Regions from separate parts of the Ovis aries genome. Here region 1 is linked to region 2. A link is a contact called in public Hi-C data. All regions are on one chromosome and are shown on one strand. Each heading gives the region's core, a stretch centred on a gene start, on an enhancer-like site or on the middle of the called end of the contact. The rest is flanking DNA. Distances are from core to core; before and after follow the strand shown.

Region 1 (4,247 bases), core at 1,179-3,678, 190 kb after region 2:
AGGCACAGAAAAGCGGAGGTACAGGTGCATCGGAGGAGACCGGCCATGGTAGTGCTGGGGGGCCAGGCAAGAGCAAACATCAAAGGCTGAGAGGAATGTCGGGCTGAAGGGGTTCACGTAGATCCTCAAGGCTCCAAGGAGCCCCAGAAAGGAAGAGATCGCTGGCATTTTGGCAAGTTCCTTCTGGTACCTGGGGGAGGGTGAAGGCTCAGGTCAGTTGCAGAACCACCTAAGGTCACTGTGGTGGTCAAATCCAGATGGGAGGTTTTGGCCTGTGGTGTCTGCCACCTCTGTACCCTGGGAGACTTCAGAGGTATTTGGGATGACCATTTGGGAGGGCTTGTGGAATGATGCAATGTGGAGCAGGAAGAGAGATCTCAGATAACCTGGAGGCTTCTGCAAGGCTACAGAAGGGATGGCAAATGGATTTCATCACATGCCAGCTCCGAAAAACTGTTGATGGACTGTATGAGATGGAGTCCCAGGCCATGTCCCGGCTCAGTCAGCAGCGCAGTGATCGATTAGCGATGCCTGCCATCCACTGGGTCTGGAGAGTGGTGAGACGCATGCTATTTCTCTGCCCTCCCAAAGGAGGGTTTCAGTGCTCCTTGGAGAAATGATCTGTCTCACATTTTTCCTCTTGCTTGGGTAGGACTCACTCCGCCTACCACGCCTCCGTATAAGCCCACAGAGGAAGACCCCTTCAAGCCAGACATCAAGCACAGCCCTGGCAAAGACAGAGCTCCCACCCCAGAGGGTCCCCAGCTCGGGGCCACCACCGAGGCTGCCCACAAGCTGCCAAAGAAGCGCCCAGAGCGGAGCGAGCTCCTGTCCCACCTGCGGCATGCCCCAGCCCAGCCAGCCTCCCAGGCTGGCCAGAAGCGACCCTTCTCCTGTTCCTTCGGCGACCATGACTACTGCCAGGTGCTGAAGCCAGACGGTGCCCTGCAGAGGAAGGTGCTGAGGTCCTGGGAGCCGTCTGGGGCCCACCTGAAGGACTGGCCCCAGCCAGGGCCCCCACGGGCTGAGGCCCAGGCCGCTGGCAGGGAAGAAGACGGAAGCTGTGATGTTGGTGCCCCCACCAAGGACAGCATGCTGCTGAGAGACCACGAGATCCGTGCCAGCCTCACTAAGCACTTTGGGCTCCTAGAGACAGCCTTGGAGGATGAAGACCTGGCCTCCTGCAAGAGCCCCGAGTATGACACTGTCTTTGAAGACAGCAGCAGCAGCAGTGGCGAGAGCACATTCCTCCTGGAGGAGGAGGACGAGGAGGAGGACGACGATGAAGAAGAAGACTTGGGGGTCAGCCCCCCTCGCTCTGACCACTGCCCCTACCAGAGCCCACCCAGCAAGGCTAGTCGGCGGCTCTGTCCCCGCAGCCGCTCCAGCTCTGGCTCCTCATCCTGCCGCTCCCGGTCACCAGCCACACGGAGGACCTTCAGGTATGGATGGGTGGGTGGCCTCAGGATGGATGGTGGGCAGCTGAGCACCCCCAGTTCTGAGGTGTCAGGGGAGAGAGGAGCTCTGAGACCAGGGCCCCAGCTTCCTGTGTGGCCTGTGTCCTGGTCAGAGGCCCTGGAGGTGGACTCCTTGGGGAGTTATGGGCAAGTCCTGAAGCCAAGCGAAGCCTGTGGTGTGGTCCAGTGGTCCATTGAGGAGTGGTCCGGATAGCCTGGCCTCGGGGGAGGAAGAAAACACACTTTTTAGCCTTTTGTGACCTTACTCATCTGTTTCTGCTTTTATATTTGTAAAATAGGTAGGTTTTTGTGTAAACATATACACTTGACCTTTGAATAATGTAAGGATTAGGGACACCAATCCTCCACACAGTCAAAAATTGTGTATAACTTATAGTCTACTCTCCTCATCCAAGGTAACTCCGTATCTGCAGATTCAGCAACTTCTGACAGTGTGGTATTTACTACTGAAAAAAAAAACCCGTGTTGGTGGACCCTCAGAGTTCAAACCTGTGTTGTTCAAGGGTCAACACATCTATACAGTGTAATACCTATGTGACATTTACTTGTAAAACAAAGATTAGCAGAATTCTAACGTGTTCTTAAAAAACACCAAAAACCCGGCTTTAAAGCAATGGTAAGGTTTATTCTCATTTCTCGGTGCTGCGGAGTTGTGCAGTCTTCCAGCAGTCAGCCACCCAGTGGGGGAGCTCTTTTTCCTTCACACCAGGATGACGTGTCATAAGCATTTGCTTATCCCGTCTTGGCTCACTGAACCGGACTGTAGAAGGAGCCGTTCCAGAATTCTGTGGGCAGCTGGGCAGAAAGAATGGAAGTCTGGCGTCTTTTGGTGGAGACAGGTTGCTTCTCTTCCCTGATGACAGCAGGATCCGGCTCTTTGGATGGGGAGGCTTTAGAAGCGTGGGTGCAGGTCCCAAACCCTCTGCTCGAGATGCACCTGAGTGACCACCAGATGGCGCTCCTGGGTTCAGAGCAGTGCAGCAAGCAGGATCCCCGGGAGGCCTCCTTGCCAAGCTGTTGGCTGGGCCCCGCCCCCTGAGCCTCAGGTTTTGTAGGTCGGGGGTGGGGTGGAGAATTTCTAACAAGTTCCGGGGTAATGATGACATTGCTAGAGCGCTAGACTCTGAGAAACAGAATTCAGGTAGTAGAAAGATAACCTTAGAAAAATTCCTGTTTATATTTTCTTATCTCTACTGGTGGCTCTTGGAGAAGGAAATGGCAACCCACTCCAGTACTCTTGCCTGGAGAATTCCATGGATGGAGGAGCCTGGTAGGCTACATACAGTCCATGGGGTTGCAAAGAGTCAGGCACTACTGAGCGACTTCACTTTCTTTCTAGCTATAGTTCCTTTTGGAGAAGGAAATGGCAACCGACTCCAGTGTTCTTGCCTGGAGAGTCCCATGGGCGGAGGGGCCTGGTGGGCTATGGTCTATGGGGTTGCAAAGAGTTGGACATGACTGAGCAACTAACACACACACACACACACTGGTGGCTCTTAATTGAAAATCTGATGAAAACAAAGCTTACTTTCCCCATTAAAATGTATGCAGACAACTAATTGGGCATTGGATTTTAGGGGACTTCTGGACACCACCCTCCCCGCCCCCCCAACCCCAGACATTAATATGGTGAAGCCCTGGACTATCTGTTATTTAAAATAAACTCGTTTTGAGCAATTTCTGTAAAAGCCTGTCTATGTAATAAGCCAGAACAGTTAGTCAGAGCCATCTTCTGTCAGACCTCTCTGAGCCCCCCTTTCAGCTCTGTTCTCCTTTCCCCAGCGGGTCGCTTTGAGCTAGTCTGTCTGTGTTCACGTTAGCTGGTTTCTTCTGCAGCGTCTGTTCAGGAGCTACTAAGGTTTTTCTCCTGTTGAAGCACATCCCCCAAGGCCAGAGCTGGAGCTTCTTGGCTTCCTTCCCCTCCTGGCCTGTTCAGCCCTTTACCCATGGGCTTGGCACAAGAGTCAGGGGCCTCTCTCAATCACCATGGATTCTCCTTTTCCTCTTTCTCACTTTTGGGCTAAGTTCAGGCTGGCTTTCGCTGGAGAAAGTTAATTGTTAACTTGGTTCCTACTCAGCTGCCTAGCAGAGCTTGATGGCTAGTCAGTTGGATAAACTAGTCATCAGTCTTCTCCAGACCAGCATTTCTCTACTTTTGCTTCTGCTACCAAACATCAATCAACAGGAAGGCTTTGAGCTGGTTTAACAAGCCCTACAGCACCTTCAGGGCTTCCCTGGCGGCTCAGACGGTAAAGCGTCTGCCTGCAGTGCGGGAGACCCAGGTTCCATCCCTGGGTTGGGAAGATCCCCTGGAGAAGGAAATGGCAGCCCACTCCAGTACTCTCGCCTGGAAAATTCTGTGGACTGAGAGGCTCCTCAGAGCCTGGTAGGCTATAGTGCATGGGATCACAAAGAGTCGGACATGACTGAGCAACTTCACTTACTTCACTTTGCAGCACCTTTAAGTCCCTCTCAGCTCTTCATGGGGGAAGACTTAATGCTGCTGCAAGTAGATAACGGTACTCTCATTATATAGCGCTTTAAAGTTTGCAAGTCACATCCCTTTCTATTACCCTCTTTGAGCTTCACAGAGTTACTTGAGGGAATCTCAAGTGCTTTTCATCCCCATTTTATAGATGAGGAAACTGAGGCTCAAAAAGGTTCAATAGGAAAATATAGCCAGCAAGTACTGAGCCATTCCTGGGCTAAGCATGTACAGGTATGTTCTGATTTGATCCTCCCAAATGGCTGAGGAGGCAAATATAATTG
Region 2 (4,250 bases), core at 1,324-3,823:
CTGATGCAAACAAGTAGCACAGGAGAACAGGTAATAAAATAGGAAATGCAGCTGTGGTAGAACCAGTGTGGTTCTACAGTACTTTTGAGAGCCTACTGTTGGCACTGGGGCAGCTTTCAACTATGACTGAAGCGAGGTTCCCACTCAGAGATGCTGATGCAATTTGTCTGGAGTGTGGCCCAGCCTCAGGAAATCAGAGAGCTCCTCAAGTACTTCCAGTGTGTGGCCAGGGTTGGAGATCTCTGCCCTGGACACAGTGCTGGTCGAGATAGACCTGGGGTCAGAAATGGTCACAGGCTCTAACCTAGGATGTGCCCCATCTGAACTTTGTACTTGCTGAGATGCTTTAAACAGGCAGCGTGAGAGGAGGTTTGAAACAGGACAGCCTGTTCTTTCAGGTCCTAGAATGTATATTTATTAAGTGCCATTAAAAGGGACCTGAACAAAACTGGATGTTCTTGTAGGCAGAAGGGAGAAAACTGAAATATACTTGGTACCAAGTCTATCTCACGAAAGGAAAATAAAAATGTGTTCAGTAACACATGGGTTGTGGTTTTTCATACCAGGGAATGAGATTAAAAGTCACTGAAGGGTAAGGAAATGCACAACTGAGAATATGGAGAATGGCCTGAATTTTCTCCAGAGGACTCGGTGTAACGTACCTTTCCCCTCCAGATGCCTAGAACCGTTGCACTGTCTTATTTATTTCAATGCTGGGCCATCACATATTAGACTCGCAAAGGTATTTGCCTATGACTAGAACAACACTTCCAAGAGTTGAAGACTGATTCATGAGGGTGCCTCTTGCTCCCTGCAATGGAGTTTAACCTTTTGGGCTCCAACCTAGTTTTAGACATGGGAACCAGATTACAACAATATCTCCGTGCTCAAAAAGATGAGCAAATTCTTGGTTAATGTGCTGAGTTCTAGCTTGGTGAATAACTGATGTCAACTACTGGGAATAAAGGTCTTAAAGATGATATGTTGCTGAAATTTGTGTGACTCTAACCATTGGACCTTTGCTCACTAGACACTTGCTGTATATAAAAATGGCACCTCATTTATTCATGTGTTCATTTAATGAGTGTCTACTGCATATCTTCAGTGTCTCCAGGAGTTGGCCTTGGCTGTTGGGGATGCAGTGAGAAGTCTAAGATCGGGGCCCTGCCCTCCCAAAGCTTATACTGATGAAGGAGGCAGGCAAGGCAACAGTTACACACCGTGTTAGTTGTTGATAACAGCTTAGATAACAGGTGCCACCAGAGCCCAGGGGGAGGCCAGCCGCTGACTTAGACTTGGTGGCTCAGGAGGGCTTCCTGAAAGAAGTGATATCCAAGCTGATGGGAAATGGAATAGATGAAGGTGGGAGGGAGGGCATGTGCAAAGGCAGAGATAAGAGCAAGCATGGCTCATCTGGGAACTGAAATGCTGTAAGGCTGAAACACATGCTGTGTGTAGGGGTGGTGGGTGCGGTGGGAGATGGCTTAGTGAGCTGTGCATGGTAAGGAGCTTTGGGGTTTATTGTGAAGGCAGTCAGGGGGCACTAAAGGGTTTCAAGCAGAAGAGTGACACCCGGGATTGTGGTTTAGGATGCAAGTTCTAGTTCATCCCTGGATCTCCCTAAGCATCTGTCACATGCCTCAAGTTATAGATGTTCAATACACATTGCTCAGGTAACACCCAGATGGGATTGGGACACCAAAGCCTGCCTCCAAGTATCTCCCATCCAGCTATAAAGGACATATGAGCATCAAGCAGTTACCTGGTACCACAGGGCAGAATGCTGTCAGCCCCAGAAGTTGTTATGGCCCAGGCTTCTAGATGTTCAGACAAGGAGGAGCTTTGGGGATGCTGAGGGGATCAGGGAGGCTTTCTGGAGGAAGTGGGGCTGGTGCTGGGTTTGTGGATAGGTAGGATTGGGGAGCTGACTGAGCCACCAGGCTTCCCCGGTACCTCAGTGGTAAAGAATCTGCCTGCAATGTGGGGAGACCTGGGTTCGATTCCTGGGTTGGAAGATCCCCTGGAGAAGGGCATGGCTACCCATGCCAGTGTTCTTGCCTGGAGAATTCCATGGACAGAGGATCCTGGCAGGTTACAGTCTATAGGGTCTCAAAGAGTCGGACACAACTAAGTGACTAAGCACACAGGATTGGGGAAGGGGAAAGGGAAGACTTCTCAGGCCCTGGAAAGCAGCATCGTGGTGTAAGTGTCTAGCACTTGGCCTTAACATGTGTAGGCCTTACAAGGGTAAGGGCCTACCTGGCCACAGGCAAGTAGCAAACTTATCTACTACAAGTTTGTGCATGTGAACAAGCTTGATGAGGGTCCCCAGCCTGCCCCTTGGTCTTCTGTTTTTCTTATCAGTAATTTTTGAACTTCCTTTTTCTGAGTCAGGGTGGGCACCTTTCCCATTGAGGGCAATCCAAGACATGGGCTGGAGTGTCCCAGATGTTTTTCTCTTCTGTAAAGTGTGTGCAATTCCTCTTCTCGCAGGGCAAGTGAGAGGATTGAAGGAAACGCTTGTGAACGGTGGTTGATCACAACGGGAGCGTCACTGCTGTGTAGTGAGGGAACTTGTGAACTTGGACCACTAGGTGGCAGCAGGGCTCTATCAGCTGAGATTGGGCCTGGAAGAGCCCCCAGTCAAATTGAATACAGAGGCTGCCAGGCAGGTGGTGCAGATGGGAGGAAGGGCCAGGTGAAAGACCCTAGGGAGTGGCAGGGGCTGTTATGGACCAGCAGGAACACACTCCAGCTGCAGGAGCTTACAGCTGCTCGGCTTCGGTCAGTGTTGCCACATCAGAATGAGGGCCAAGTGGTGCCAGGCATTCTGATTTTTTGAGAGAAATCAAATACCAGGGTTTTGTTTTGTTTTTTGATGTGAACTCTTCTGTGTGGAGATTGTGCAGGTCACAGAAGATCCCCCCCTAGTACATCTTCTGCCAGAGTGTGGGTTGGCTGCCCTGGTGGAGAATCTCCTCTGAAGAATTAGCTTCATGTCTATGTCCTGTGAAAGCCCTACGTGTGTCTCCACTTCACTCACTACTTCATCAGACATTAATTTTCCTTCCTTGGATCTCTGGGGAGCACCGTTCTCTTTTATGCTATTGTGACTATTGTTGTCATCAAACTTCTGTTAGGTTGTGAGCCATATTTTCTGACCATCCATGAGGATCTCCATAGGACCTGTTTCACAAGGTTCTTTTGAGGAATAAATGAGCCAGGACCTGACTCATTAGCACTCAATAAACATACTTATCATTATTATGGGGACGTGAGGGGAGATGACATGACATTTGGAGGAAGGTTTGCAGGGCCTGTCTTTCTCTCAGTATAGGGGCTGGTGACAAGGCCTGGCCACTCCCTTATGTAGATGAAGCCCCCCTGGCTTGTGAGGGCCTCGTGGAAACTAGTTCCAGCCTTTCCCTCAGAGGCTGCTGTTACACCCCAAAGGGATTCTTGGGACTTCCCCTGGTCTGGATCCCTGCTGCTGCATCTGGGTCAGGGTGGGCAGCATTCCCATCCAGGACAATCTCAGTCATGGGCAGGAGTGTCCTAGATTCTCCTGCCTCTCCCCAGTGATAGGACTTTCTGCAGTTCACTGCCTCAGGACAAGTCAGGCAGCGATTCAGGGATTCAGGCGATAATCAGGCATGCAGGCGCACTGAAGCAGGACTCTGCTCATAGGCTTAGGGCCCTTTGCATCCAGAAGCATCTTCTCAGGGTGTTCCCAGGAGACCCAGCAGCTTTGGGGACCAAAGCTCCTTGCTGGAGGTTCCAGTAGCAGATTCAGGAACAAAGAGAGGGGGAGATTAGATTTGTCCTTGCGGGCTCTGATTTATGCTGAGCTCAGGAGCACTAGTGAGTGCTGTTCCGTTAGGACTCAGGCAGCTCCCATGCTTCCAGGCACCTCAGGGTGGTGGTTCTGGGTTCCCTGCCTTGGACCCATGCATCAGGGGTCTGGGCAGCCTTGAGGCCTATGCGTAGGAAGGGAGTTCAGTGGCTGAAGGTTTGGAACAGCCTTGAGCCTCAGAAAAATTGAGGCCAGAGCGGGTGTAGGAGTTGCATCCACCCCTTCTGAGCAGCTCTCATTTCCAGAGGTTAGTCATTTGCTTGCTCACTCTCACATTCATTCCCTGACCAGCTCTGCTGTGTACTAGAGAGAACTACATTTCCCAAGCTCCTCTGACCTCTGATTTTCTGGTATGTTTGGCCAGTGGGAGACACTGGCAGGAAGGAGGAGAGGAGAA

Evidence for each region. A called contact is a pair of places that touch in the nucleus more often than the background predicts.
Region 1: a Hi-C map of blood shows a contact between it and region 2, with 4 times the contacts expected there. The contact joins two enhancer-like sites. A contact is called at or near these places in 10 of 16 Hi-C or Micro-C datasets (blood, liver, mesenteric adipose tissue and 4 more).

Annotation. Positions count from the first base shown.
Region 1 is chr5:58,948,118-58,952,364 of ARS-UI_Ramb_v3.0, forward strand. PPARGC1B (PPARG coactivator 1 beta) reads left to right here. Exons shown (of 12, transcript XM_027970395.2): 8 at 653-1,442. Among named protein-coding and RNA genes, the nearest start is that of PPARGC1B, 100 kb to the left of the region's middle. Within about 2 kb of position 2,429, at least 8 of the 54 cell types and tissues checked have an H3K27ac peak or open chromatin away from gene starts, as enhancers often do.
Region 2 is chr5:58,756,433-58,760,682 of ARS-UI_Ramb_v3.0, forward strand. It overlaps ARHGEF37 (Rho guanine nucleotide exchange factor 37), which reads left to right. Exons shown (of 13, transcript XM_004008962.4): 13 at 1-980. Among named protein-coding and RNA genes, the nearest start is that of ARHGEF37, 56 kb to the left of the region's middle. Within about 2 kb of position 2,574, at least 14 of the 54 cell types and tissues checked have an H3K27ac peak or open chromatin away from gene starts, as enhancers often do.